Linked DNA regions of Mus musculus: all the other regions are linked to region 3. Evidence: chromatin contacts called from public HiCAR-type and HiChIP or PLAC-seq data. All regions are on one chromosome and are shown on one strand. The core of a region is the stretch at or near the end of the contact, and the rest is flanking DNA. Distances in the headings are between cores, read along the strand shown. Region 1 has its middle 16 kb from the start of Gm21123. Region 2 has its middle 14 kb from the start of Ctr9. Region 3 has its middle 13 kb from the start of Wee1.

Region 1 (4,540 bases), core at 1,570-4,069, 610 kb before region 3:
TCCATCCTGCAGACTGATGTCACTGCCCCAGAAGGACCTCACAACAACTCCTAATTCTAACACGCTGCACCTGCCACAGTATGGCTCACTCTTGCACTGCTGCCAGACTGGGCCCCAGGGAATCAAGTCCAGTAGGCTCAGATGCCAGCCTGGATATTGCTGTAGAGGTAGATCAGTACTTAAATTAGTAGACTCAAGTCTGGGGAGATGGCTCAGCAGTTATGAACACTAGCTGAGTCTTCAGAGGACCCAGGCTCAGTTCCTAGCACCCACGTGGCAGCTCACACATGTCTGTAACTCCAGTTCCAGGGAACCTAATGCCCTATCCTGATGCCCTCAGATACGAGGCACACACATGGCTCACATAGGTACATACAGGCAAAATACTCATGCCCATAACATAAATATATAACTCTTTACACTAGCAGACTTCTGAATAAGGCAGATCACATGCCATCGTGTGGTAGGCCTTATCTGATGAGCCAACGTTTTTAAGAGCAGAGACTAAGCTTTTTAGAGCAGGAGTTTGGCCTTGAAACTACAACACAGAGACTCCATCTCTGCCCTACTAGCTTGCCCTGAAAACAAGAACTACAGACTTGTCAACTTCCACAATAACATATGTCAACTCCCTGGAACACATCTCTCCTTGTGAAAATCCCTAGGAGATGTATATAGAAGCATTCTACCTCACCCAGAGATCTATCTGTGTGTGTGTGTGTGTGCATGTGTGTCTGTCTGTCTGTCTGTGTCTGTGTCTGTGTCTTTGTCTGTGTCTGTGTCTGTGTCTCTGTGTGTGTCTGTTTCTGTCTCTGACTCTCTTTTCCTCTCTTTCTCTCTCTGGGTGTCTGTCTGTCTGTCTGTCTCTCTCTCTCTCTCTCTCACTCTCTCACACACCACACACACACACACACACACACACACACACACACACACAGGTTCTACCCCTCTGGATAACCTGAGTAATAATAATACACTCTTTTCTTCTACTTCATCCATAAACAAGGGTGCAACCTTAGCGTCCCTCAGTGGCATGGAGGACTTCGAGGACATCAAGGGCCCTGGGTACCAGGCTGAGCATCTGCTCCTTGCAACCCTTCCAGGAAGAGCCTGACTCATATCCAGTGCTGAGTCTCTTGCAGCCATCGGAGAATGCTACTAGAAAATGGATTTAATTAAAAAAAAAAAACAAAGTTGACACTAAGGTCAAGCATCCACATCAAAGATTACATATCAGAACGAGACAGTCACCAAGACCTCGATTTCCATTGCACAGTGACTCACTTGCTTATTCAACAAATCTTTACCGAATGTGTGTATAGGCCAAGTTTTCTTCTAGGTGCTGAGAATGCAGCAACAAAGGAGACAACCACACTCAAGCAGGAGAGACAGGGAACGTGCAGACTGAGATCTAATACCTTCTGTGTTGAGAAAAGGCTCTGGAAAGAAACTGAGCCCAGGAGGAGAGTGGACCAAGAGAGGCAGGTGAAGAAGGTCTAGCTGCTGTAAGATGTACAGAGGCTACAGTTCAAGTGACATTTGAAAGGAGGTCAGAGGTAGGCCAGGAAGCTCTAAGAGGAAAGCAGCTTCAGAGAGCAGCCAGCGACGGTAGAGCTCCCAAGGAGGCAACGGGGTGAGCGGCTTGAGCCAGCAGAGCCAGGACGGATCTAGGAGGGAGAGCAGAGAAGCAGCAGAGGCAGGCCAAGCATGGACTGAAGAACAGACAGTCACTAAATGTAGGTCCAAGAGAGGTGTCCTAACTGTAAAACTCCCAAGAGGAGGCAGTTCAGAGTGTGAGGACCTGGGTTTGAGATCCATCAACAAGAGACAGCTCACAAGAAAGAGAAGAAAGGGAAGGGGTAGGGTTCCCTAGATAGTGATTCAGGGCCCACCATTCCTGAGCTGCAATATACCCAGAGAAACCCATGGATAAACTTCCTGCCTCTTTTGTTTTGTCTCATCCCTAGAGGTAGGACTGGCTTTAACCCCAAGGTGAAGTAGTTGAGGATGGGAGGAAGGCCAATGAGGGAGAAGGCCACCAAGATCCATCTCTGCAAGTTGATGCTGGTATTACTTTTGGCTTTATTTGTTTGTTTGATTGATTGGTTGATTGGTTGGTACTTTTTTGGTTTTTAAGACAGTTTCACTTTGTAGCCCAGGCTACCCTTGAACTTATTATATAGCCCAGGCTTGCACCCAAACTCTTAGTGACCCTCCTGTCTCCACATCTTACCATCTTTCTATCCCTCCAACAACATTCTATAGTTATTGCCAACACTTGTCCCTTATCCACCACTGATTCCATATGGTGGGGAGAAGAGAGAGAGAGACCCTGTTCAAGTGTCAGGATCACCCACAATCGGAAGGTGGAGCCTTCCTCCCTGAAAAAGTTGCTTGGCGATCCCTGTTTAGTAAACAAAGACAAGTAACTAGTCATAAAGGGCTCTGCCCCATCCCAGTGTGTCCTCTAAAGCCCAGGATAGGGGCAGCAAGAACCCAGGTCCCTTGTGCTAAGCCCCGAAGCAAATTCAAAGCCCTCAGCAAGAAATTGTTCCTGAGCTGGAAGCCAGAGCGGCACGCTGTGTTCTCCTACCCCTCAAAGAGACGTGCCGCTTCCTTTTCCAATGTCCCCTTTCTGTCTGGAACATGGGGAGGACTATGAGTGCCACACACACACACACACACACACAACTAGAGCTGGTGACTCAGAGGCCACCTGCATCTATTTTCTAGCTCTGCCTGTGGCACATCCTCTGTTCCTGCTTCCAAGCCGCCAGTGAGCAGTGCCCTCTGCCTGGGCTACATCTGAACACTGAAGCATTCTTTCAGGATTTGTCACTTTCTGAGAGGGCTTACATAAAGAGGAACTGTTTCCAGGACTGAGCAAGGACTCACCAATGGAATTTAGAACAATCCTCGGAAAAGCTAGTCCCCTAGAGAAGGGAAAATTCCCTGCCCTAGCAGACTCATCACTTGCGAGCAGCCCTGAGCCTGCAGGGACCCTCCAAGGAGAAGAACAGTAGAGAACCCAACCCCTGAGCCCTGTGCTCTGGAAGTTTTACAGAGCCTGGATGCTAGGGCTGTTTATGGGGATGGAATGAGAAAGCTCTCACTACCCTGCCTCTTCTCGATAAGCACACATCCCAGCCTGCAGCTCTTTGATACCAACTTCATGTTCCCCCACACTGCTCCCATCTGCTGGAGATGCTCAGATGCTTCTCAAATCTCTCAAAGACAGCAGCCAAAGCTGATCTCTGAACACTTGGCTCCACTCTGCAAAGATACCCTGTTTGCTATCTCTATCTAATGACCTCAGGTTTGGGCAACCTGGGAGTCGGGCATGAAGGCCCCTTGCCCTGGACTGCCAGCTCTACGCTCAGAAGTGTCTCCCGTGAGATGAGATCAAGCCACCATCACTTCCCCATAGACTTTGGAGTAAGGACCTTTAGTGGAAGCTTCCTGACCGGTACTCACCTTCCCTTAGATTTTGCCTCAGCTGTGTCTCCTGCATTCAACCTTCACCACACTTCATTCGACTCTCTGCCGTGCTATTCTTCAACCGGTCTTTCTATAACATATTTTCTTTACTCCCTCGGAGCCTTAGATTCTTTAAAGAGAGAGTTTCACTATGTAGCTCAGGTTGGTCACAAATACAATGCAGGCAAGGATGACTTTGAACTCCTGAGCCCCTAGCTTCAACCATCTAAGCACTGGGATTTTAGGTGTGGCCTTAACATTTTTTTCCCTTCTTTGTGATTGTGTGTATGTTGTTGATTCTCTAGTACAGTTTTCAGATCTCAGGGTCTCCTCCCAGAGAGCTTATGCTGACACCCTCTTGCTCCCTTTTGGTCTTCCCTTTATTTCCTACATAGCATTTAGCCAACACAAGGCATATTTTAACAATAATTATATGCTTGCCTGTTTCTTGTCAGTCTTCCCTGCTATTGCTTCTCATGAGCATAGATTGGAAATAGGCACTTCAGAGAGCCCTGGGAATCAGAACCCTGGAGTTCAGGGGAGAGAACAATATTCCTTGAGGGAAGAGAGCATTTCTCACACCATGTTCCTACTGTCTATCTCAGATCCTGGCAGAGAATTTTCCTGGATGGATGGATGGATAGATGGATGGATGGATGGATGGATGGATGGATGGACAGAGGGTATATGGATGGACAAATGGATGGATGGACTGATGGGTGGATGGACTGATGGGTGGATGGATGGATGGATGGATGGATGGATGGATGCTGGCTGCCTAGATGGATAGATGGATAGATGATGATGTATAGGTAATGCATGGATGATGGGTGAATTGATAAATGATGGTTGGATGGGATAACTTTAGTTTTGAGCAAAAAGTAATGGAAACCATGCCTAAGAAATGGGGAGTCGTGAGAATAGACTCTGTACCTACAGGAACCTTGGAGACCCATTTTAGAAATGTGGACAATGTCATTTCAGCCCCTGGATGAGAAAACTCACCCATGAGTGCACTCAGGAAATACCTTCCTGAATGATGAGATGGAAAATGAAAACCAAA
Region 2 (4,395 bases), core at 1,094-3,593, 910 kb before region 3:
TGAAGGACCCGTGTCATGAGCATGGGAAACAGGGAAAAAAGGATGAGATGTTTTGGAAAGAAGGCTAGATTAAAATGCATTTTTAGACTATTTATTTTGTTTTATGTGCATGAGTATTTTGCCTGCATGTATGTTTGTGTATCATGCATGTGCCTTATGTCCAGGAAGGTTAGAAGAAAGTTGCATTCCTTGAGACTGGAGTTACAGATGATTGTGAGTTGTTGTGTGGATGCTGTCATCCAAACTCAGATCCACAGTAAGAGCCACAAGTGCTCTTAGTAGCTGAGCCATCTCTCTAGCAATGTGGGCCAGATTTGGTAAAACCTCTAGATTTGAAGCGTGGGGGTGTGGTGTGTGTGACAAGCTGCAGATTCCCAAAGAATAGCAATGACATTCTGACTGTCATGTGGAGGGTGGTGGGAGGACCGAGAGAGCCACACCTGGTGTGGACCAGGCCCGGGAAGGTGTTGATCATTTGTGTGAGCAGTGGAGAAAGAAAGGAAGGGAAGTCAAGACTGGGTGCAGAGTGAGAGCAGGAAGGAACGGAGGCTAATTCCTGAAGCGCCTTGCCATGCACAGCCTTTCTGAACCGTTCACCTAGCCACCTAAACACATGTGTTTAAAATGCCGGTGGCTCAAGGAACACTGAAGGACTTAACACCGCATTTGGGCTTATTGACATTCTAAGATCTCAGAGAGTATTGGATTTGCTGAGATGGGGTGAGTTACAGGAGAAAGGCGCTGGGACCTTGCTGGGCTGGGTTTTTATTAAAAAGCTCACTGTACCTCAGAGACACTTGTACATCCAGGCTTCCTCTGCTGTAGTCCCAACAGCCAGGTAGTGAAGCCACCCTTGACGCCCATCAACAGGTTCACGGAGACGGAAATGTACGGATACACAGTGGGATTAGGTTTAGTTGTAAAGAATGAAATTATGACATTTTCAGAAAAGTAGATGGAACTAGAGACCATTGTGTTAAGCAAAATTAGCCAGAGAAAGACAAGTACTATGTATTTTCACTTGATACAAACAAAATCTAGAGAAAAAAATTTGTGTGTATATATGGTGTGTGTGTGTATGACATGAAAGAAGAAATGAGACCATGAGAGAAGAGGATGGAAGGTGGGAAGATGACCATGGAATATAGTGTCACAGAATGGGGACCATGTGGGAAGGAAAGGGACCAGCGAATGGGGCTTTGTGCATGGGGGGGCAGTGTATGTGGGGCAGAGAAACAAGGAATGTGTATGAACACATCACAGTGTGATTCCTCTCTGTGTACTAACCAAAAAGTTAAAATAAAGAGGGCGGGTGCCTAGGAAACCCACATGTAGGCAGAAAAGTGTTTATTTCATCTGCAGTCTGCAGAGAGGTCTACACGGAGACACCAGCCACCATACAGATCTTGTTTAGAATCACGACAATGGGGCAAGAAATGTAGACAGAAAAGAGCAGGAGACAGACCCTGAGGGATGCCGGTTCCCAGAGCCTGGAGGGGTCCACCAGGGGCGGGCAGAAAGAGGGACAGGCACCATCTCCCAGTCTTCCTTTGCAGCCTTCTGTGGCCTCCTGTGCTTTTACAGGACAGCCTGGCCCCAATGCGCTTCTGGCTTCATCTCTCCTGGCTCCTTGCCTCTCCCTGTCCAGTGCCCCCTTACCCTCCCACCCCACTGCAGGTCTGTTTGTTTTTTTAATTGTCAGCCTGACTCACTGCTGTGTTGATTCAGGGCAAGAAGCACCAAGGATTGTTCCTTTTTTTGTTTCTTTCCTTTCCTTGGTTCTGACATAGTATCTAGCAAACAGCAGGCATACAGTAAGTTTGATTCAGGAATGGCTACACTCTTTAACTCGACTGTGACTCTGTAAAGTAGCCTTACCCCATCTTTACCTTTTTGGTTTTTTTAGAAACAAATCAAGGACAGGATCCTTGGAACAAGAAGGTGACTTTTCACTAGTACCCCAGAGCTCTTGACTCTAGCTGCATATGTATCAAAAGATGGCCTAGTCGGCCATCACTGGAAAGAGAGGCCCATTGGACAGGCAAACTTTATATGCCCCAGTACAGGGGAACGCCAGGGCCAAAAAATTGGGAATGGGTGGGTAGGGGAGTGGGGGTGGGGGAGGGTGTGGGGGACTTTTGGGATAGCATTGGAAATGTAATTGAGGAAAATACGTAATAAAAAAAAAAAAAAAAGAAAGGTGACTTTTCACAGGATCCAGCATAGTGAGTAGTGTTGGGTGGGTGAAGTGTTGGTGAGCCTTGTTTTAGGGTCGATGAATGGGTAGTTGCTGGGGAGCCAGAGGCTGTATAGTCCAGCAGGGGGCAGCAGAGGGCCATGCAAAGCAGGGACTTCCGGCCATTGCATGGGCTTCTCTAGATCTCAGCTGAACTTGGTGCTTACAAGAGTCAAGACAGAGTGTTGAGATCTGCTGATACAGCACTGAGTGCCAGTGTCTTCCTGTGGGTCCCTGGGAAAAAGAAAAATAAGGTGGGAAGACGGGTGGAGGTGGATGTGACAACGGGGCTGCCTCACACTTGGATGTAGTGACTACAAGTGGGATTTGGGGCCCTTTTTGCTTCAGCCAGGCAGGGAGCTAGGAAGGGTTAAAGTGCTGGTCCCAGGACATACATGGTTGGAAATAACTTTCTTTCGTTCTCTAAACTAGTTTTCCTTCTCTCTCTCTCTCTCTCTCTCTCTCTCTCTCTCTCTCTCTCTCTCTCTTTCAGCAGGTTTTAGTGTTTGTTTTATATGTCCAACCTGTCACAGGTGCTGCTGGGGAAGGGGATTTTGCAGCAGGTCATTGGGGGCCATCGAGGCCACAGCAGCAGTGACCAGAGTGCAAGGTCTTGCATGGAAACTGATTTTGGTTTCTCAATTCACACACTTTGCATAAATGTGAACCACAACATAAATCCACAAGCCACGTGCATGTACTTATGTGCACATATCATCCATGTAACATTCACTCATGTGCTCAAAGGCATACACCTGCTACCCACGACCTATCATGCATACATACTAACTCACAGTCTAACACACCAGGGGGTGGGGCTCTGCAGTGGGTTTTATGGATACATTCCAAGTTCCTCTTTCTCACCTCCATGTCCGTGTGCAGAGAGAGCAACAGTGTGATTTAAGTCTAGGATCAAACCAACTCTCAGCTAATGGTACCAACACAACCTCAGCCCCTCTACATCGCCTTGGTGGCTGCAGCTGTTCTAAGAGTGAATGAGGGAGGAAGTAGCTGTGGAAGCTGTCGGCTGCTGCTCTGTTACCCCCAAGAAAAGGCCAAGTCAGAAAACGCTGATGGAGATGTGCAGACAAGAGGCTTGCAGACAGAGCTGGCAGTGGTTTTCCACCACCCCAGTATTTGGAGCCTTGGGACAGCCTATGCCACCTCTCGACTTTAGGTTCTGATACCACATTGCCGTGTGTCTTTAATTCGTTCATATTGGGCTTTTCTGTTTCTTATATCCAGGATTCTCAGTGAGAAGCAGCTCCCGTCGGAGCTCTTGATGAAGGCCGGGAACAGGCCCAGCCTCTGCTTTCCCTCCTTTCCTTTTGGTCTCTTGATCCTTAGTGTGACCACAAGGCACTGTGTGCAGTTCATGGAACTTCATGTAGGAGAAGACAGTTGTGCTTAAACCAGGATGGATGGCAGCCTCTCTCTCTCTCTCTTCTAAAGAGAGTGACACAATTCAAACCCTGGGGAAGACTGGCTCTCTAAGTGGATCTTAATATTTTGTAGAGGCCGAGATGAGAGTCAGGCCAGTGCCTTTGGATTTGGAGGGCGGAAAATCTTTGCTGTCACCCTGCTCCTCCCTCCAATCTCTCTAGCCACTCTGAGGGTGAGCATTACTTACCCTGCTTGGAAGATGGATTATGAAGATGTCTCAGAGAGGATGCCTTCTGCTCAACACAGAGTGGAGCTCAGCCTCCCGTCTAGGGTTCTTTGGCTCAAAAGCTTGTGGGTGCCTCTCCAGGAGGGAACGGCCTTGATTGAACTCAGACTGTTCATGTGATCTGCTTTGGGTAGGCTCTTTGGAGGAGAAAAGGGTAATGAAGAACTAAGACCTCAAAAGTTCTTGTATCTGACTTTATCTGACTTTCACCAGAGTGGTGGAGGAAGCAGGGAAGAGGGCCTTATAGTAGGTTCTCATTGTGGTGAGTAGGACAGGCAAGGTGGACCTTAGAAAGCCAGTTCTGGGCTGGGGCTGGGGCTGGGGCTGGGGCTGGGGCTGGGGCTCGCCCGATAAAGTGCTCAAAACACGAGGACCTGAGGCTGATCCCCAGGACCATAGTTAAATACAAAAGAGCTGAATGTGGTAGTGCACTTGTGTAATCCAACTCTGGGGACACTGGGACAGGCCTAGGCCACCAGGCCAGCCCCAG
Region 3 (4,674 bases), core at 285-2,784:
CCAGCACCCACATGGTGGCTCACCACCACCCATAATGAGATCTGACATCCTCTTCTGGTACTTCTGACGTCAGCTACAGTGTACTTATGTATAATAATAAATAAATCTTAAAAAAAAGATCTGGATCACAGGTGAGCCCTCCATTTCTCATTCATTTCATGTATAGTCAAGTTTACAACTGGGAAGAGCCTTCACACATACCAACATGGTGTATACAACCTCCAAACTATCTAACTTTTGAAATTATTATACAGCAAGAGTCTAATTTTTTGTCTCCTTTATCTCTCTCACACATACCATGCATATACCCAACAGTAAGCAATTAAAAACAAAGTATCAGAATGGTATCCAACAAAGAGTGATACATTTTAGGATCTTGGGGAAAAAATGCATAATTGTGTCAGCAATTAAGAGCACTGTCTGCTCTTCCAGAGGACTTGGTCCAGTTCCAAGGACCCACATGGCAACTCACAACGTTCCAGGGGATCTGATGCCCTCTTCTATCTTCCACTAACACAAGGCACACATGGTGCACAGTCGTACTTGCAGGCAAAACACTGGTAAAATTAAAATGAAGCCAAAATAGGGTGTGGGGAGGGGTAGGTGGGAGGCCAGGGTGGCTGCAAGCAGCATGGATTTTGACGGTAACCTAGCATATTAGTGGGAGGAGGCTAACTCCAGTTATCTCTGCAGCTCTCGGCCATCAGACAGGAAGTCCTTTCTCAAGAGAAAATGCAGACTGCCCCCACCCCCAATCCCAGTCACATCACTGCAACATAAGAGTTCACAAGCAGCATATTTCAGACTTGCAGCTCTATGGAGCACCAAACCAAACTAACTCTTGTATTTCCTATTTGCTTTCTGTGGTCATTTCAGGGTTCCTCTGTATAATCCCCACTGTCCTAGAACTCAATGTAGGCCAGGCTGGCCTCGAATTTACAGGCATCCAACTGCCTCTGCCTCTGGAGTCCTAGAATTAAAGGCATGCACTAACACCACCCAAATTAATTTTTATTTTTATTGCAATACTGGGGATGAAACCCAGAGCCCTGTACATGCTAGGCAAGTGTTCTACACTTCTAGTCTCACAGTAGCAATTTTGTAATCCATCACAACCCCACCCCCCACCGCCTCATCCCGCTTCTTGAGCTGGGGGTGTATAGTGCAGGGGAGAGTGTGTGGCTGGCATGTACAAAACTCAGGGTTCAATCCTCGTTACCTTGCTCTTAACAAAGACATAAAGGGATGCTTTTTTTTAATTTTATTTTTAAGTAAAAAGATCACAGAAATGTCCTAAATAAAAATCCCGAGTCCCAAACAGATCAGCCACTAGAAAAGCAGATAATCGAGTAATTGCCCGTCCCTGGGATTTGTGACATGTACAGGAAATGATCTGGGTGACCACACCAGGAGCAACAAGGACAGCTCCTGTTGGCTGGTCACACTGTAATGAATTAAGCAGGCTTTGCTGAAGTTGGAGCAGTACATAAGACGTGGTGACTTCTTCAGTGAGTCAGAAACCTTGTCGGGGAGGGGGAGGGGCGCGACGGCTGCCTCCCGGCCTCCCGTTCCTCCCTTGCTGGTTTCTAGCAGCAACTAAACAGTGTTTGGCTTTTGTTGTCGGGGCCTGATGACTCACTGGTAAGTTTTAAAGTTCTGTAAAGGACCCTGCTTCACCGCAGATAGGATCAAGATGAGCTCACCCAGCAGCTGGGTAGGTAAAGAGAACCCAGCTCTGTGACTTGGTCAGGCAGTTGGAAGCCCAGATGCATACACAGAGGAAAACAAACACCACTTCCTAAGTGCAACAACCAAGTCCCCATATGACTGTGTCTCATGTTTAAACATCATGCTTAGCCTACCACCTCCAGGCTGCCTTCACACAGGTCAGAACAGGAGACAAATCACACATGCTACAGGAAGTGTTGCTTTGGAAGAGCTGAGAGGGCAGAGAACATTCCAGGGGCAGCTACAGGAGAGGCTGTCCTCGGACCACCCTCCATATGTGTTCTATGGCATGATGTTCCCACACGTACAGAAAAATAAATAGTACTAAAATGTTTTACTGAAAAAATTTTTTTTCCAAGACAGGGTTTCTCTGTATAGTCCTGGCTGTCCTGAAACTCATTTTGTAGAGCAGGCTGGCCTCGAACTCAGAAATCCACCTGCCTCTGCCTCCCAAGTGCTGGGATCAAAGGCATGCCCCACCACTGCCACCACCACCTGGTATTTTTTTTTTTTTTTTAATTATATGTAAGTACACTGTAGCTGTCTTCAGACACACCAGAAGAGGGAGTCAGATCTCATTACTAGATCAGTCAGATCTAATTTGTTTTTAAAAATGTTTTTAAAGACTGTTTTAGGGGCTGGAGTGATGGCTCAGTGGCTAAGAGCACCCGACTGCTCTTCCGAAGGTCCAGAGTTCAAATCCCAGCAACCACATGGTGGCTCACAACCATCCGTACGTAACAAGATCTGACGCCCTCTTCTGGTGTGTCTGAAGACAGCTACAGTGTACTTACATACAATAATAAATAAATCTTTAAAAAAAAGGGGGGGGGGGCTGGAGAGATGGCTCAGAGGTTAAGAGCACCGACTGCTCTTCCAAAGGTCCTGAGTTCAAATCCCAGCAACCACATGGTGGCTCGCATGTCTGAAAACAGCTACAGTGTGCTTACATATAATAAATAAATATTTTTTAAAAAAAAGACTGTTTTAGTGATTTCTGAGATAATGTATTATTTGACCCAGAGCCCTTATAGAAACATTTCTGCAGATTGCAAAATACGAACAGTACATACAAAAGTATGTCTATTGCTGCCTTGTTAGTTCCTTTAGTGAATCCATACTAAGATTTATCTACAGGCCAGATATTGGGAACTGAGAACAACTGGGAATATTGGATATTGGGAACAATACAGTGATACACTACAAAGTCCTTTTGAGACTTTTTTTTGAGAGAGAGAGAGATAAAGGTTTGTGACAGGGTCTGCCTATTTAGCCCAGGCTGGCCTCTTGCCTCAGCCTTCTGAGTACTAGGATTACAAGTGTATAGCTCAAGGCATCCAAGTCCAGCTTCTGCCTCTGCTAGTTGAGCATTTCTTGCTGTCTCTTTTAAGGACTGTGAGAGCATGCGCCCACCCAGGAAGCCCAGCACTGCCCCTCTGTCTCCCAGTTACATCTTCAAAGGCTCTTTTGCCATATAAAAGAAGAGTAAGACCTGTGTGAGTTATGATCTCACTGCATTGAGAGCTAGTCAGCTATCGATATAGGAAGCACTTCCTGGCTTTCCGGAGCCACCAGTCCAGGACCATCCCACACAGTCCTGCAGGAGCACCAGGCAGCTGGGCTCACAGTTTATGTGCACAGTTCTCTCCTAGGCCGTTTCCAAACTCTATCCACCATCCTTCACATGATGAGTTTTTCCATTCCTGAGCGTATAGACATAGGACATATAAGTAGGAACACAGTTCGGTCAAAGGCTCGTGTATGCAAAATCCATTTCCATTTATTTGTGTGTGTGTGTGTGTGTGTTATGTGTGCAGTGTGTGAGTGTGTGTGTGTGTGTGTGTGTGTGTGTGTATGTGTGGTATGTGTGCAGTGTGTGTGTGTGTGTGTGTGTGTGTGTGTGTGTGTGTGGTATGTGTGCAGTGTGTGTGTGTGTGTGTGTGGTATGTGTGCAGTGTGTGTGTGTGTGTATTTCAAGACAGGGTTTCTCTGTATAGCCTTGGCTGTCCTGGAACAACTCTCTCTTTAGACCAGGCTAGCTTTGAACTTACAGAGATCCATCTGTCTCTGCCTCTCAAGAGATGGGATTAAAGTCTTGCACCGCCACTGGCCAGCCTTATATTTTTGATAATGGGAGTGTTTAACGTTTTGGTGCAGGAAATTGAACCCTGGCTACTGTGCATGCCAAACCAAGAGCTCTGCCACCATACTATATCCCTAGCCCCACCAAATTTTAGTTGTTGCACTTTGAGACAGGTCTCACTTATATAGGTCAGGTCGACCTCCAACTCGATCTGTAGCTGAGGGCTACTCTTTGAACTTGGTTTTCCTGCCTTCCATATCTGGCTTATGTTAGTCAGAGAATCAACCCCAGGGCTTCCTGCAAGACAGGCCTGCACTCTGCCACTCAACCACACCCCACCACTGCCGAGTGCTCTCATTCAACTGGGTTAAATCTTATTTATTTTTGTATGTTTATGCATGTGTGTGTGTGTGTGAGCATGTGGGGGTCAGAGGAGGTGGGTACCTTTACCCCATAAGCCATCTCACTGGCCTTCATCTTTCATTGCTGAAACACTCATTGTGACATCACTCAGTGTGACAGGCCACACCTGTAACCCTAGCACTCAGAAGCTGAGCCTCAGGACTGCTGCGAGTTCAACTCTAGCTTGGCCTGGTAACCCCAGCCCAGCCCAAGTTACAGTTGTAAGAGCCTGTCTCAAGAAAATAAAGCAAACAAGCAAAACCAAACAAAACTCCATAAGGGCTGGAGATGGCTTAGCAGATCGGCCAACTGACTGGTCCTCCAGAAGATGTTAGTTTGGTTCTCAGCACATGGCAGCTGACAAGAGTCTGTAACCACTTCCAGGGATCTGATAACCTCTTCTGGCTGCTAAAGGTCTAAGACTCGTATAGGGTGCACAGAGATATGTGAGACAAAACACT

The links. HiCAR-type assays count read pairs that join an accessible place to other places. HiChIP or PLAC-seq counts read pairs in DNA pulled down with a chosen protein or histone mark.
Region 1: a HiCAR-type map of fibro-adipogenic progenitors shows a contact between it and region 3, with 2.8 times the contacts expected there. The contact joins two enhancer-like sites. A contact is called at or near these places in 2 of 484 Hi-C or Micro-C datasets (adipose-derived mesenchymal stem cells and uterus) and 2 of 115 datasets of contacts at active chromatin or transcription factors (fibro-adipogenic progenitors and pancreatic cancer cells).
Region 2: a contact with region 3 is called in a FOXA1 HiChIP or PLAC-seq map of pancreatic cancer cells. The contact joins two enhancer-like sites. A contact is called at or near these places in 1 of 39 promoter capture datasets (the C10 cell line) and 2 of 115 datasets of contacts at active chromatin or transcription factors (embryonic stem cells and pancreatic cancer cells).

What each region holds. Positions count from the first base shown.
Region 1 is chr7:110,713,955-110,718,494 of GRCm38.p6, reverse strand. No RefSeq gene overlaps it. Among named protein-coding and RNA genes, the nearest start is that of Gm21123, 16 kb to the right of the region's middle. Within about 2 kb of position 2,819, at least 108 of the 459 cell types and tissues checked have an H3K27ac peak or open chromatin away from gene starts, as enhancers often do. A contact at or near this core is called in fibro-adipogenic progenitors, pancreatic cancer cells and uterus, where this site is marked.
Region 2 is chr7:111,013,064-111,017,458 of GRCm38.p6, reverse strand. No RefSeq gene overlaps it. Among named protein-coding and RNA genes, the nearest start is that of Ctr9, 14 kb to the left of the region's middle. Within about 2 kb of position 2,343, at least 50 of the 459 cell types and tissues checked have an H3K27ac peak or open chromatin away from gene starts, as enhancers often do. A contact at or near this core is called in pancreatic cancer cells, where this site is marked.
Region 3 is chr7:110,106,286-110,110,959 of GRCm38.p6, reverse strand. No RefSeq gene overlaps it. Among named protein-coding and RNA genes, the nearest start is that of Wee1, 13 kb to the left of the region's middle. Within about 2 kb of position 1,534, at least 283 of the 459 cell types and tissues checked have an H3K27ac peak or open chromatin away from gene starts, as enhancers often do. A contact at or near this core is called in fibro-adipogenic progenitors, pancreatic cancer cells and uterus, where this site is marked.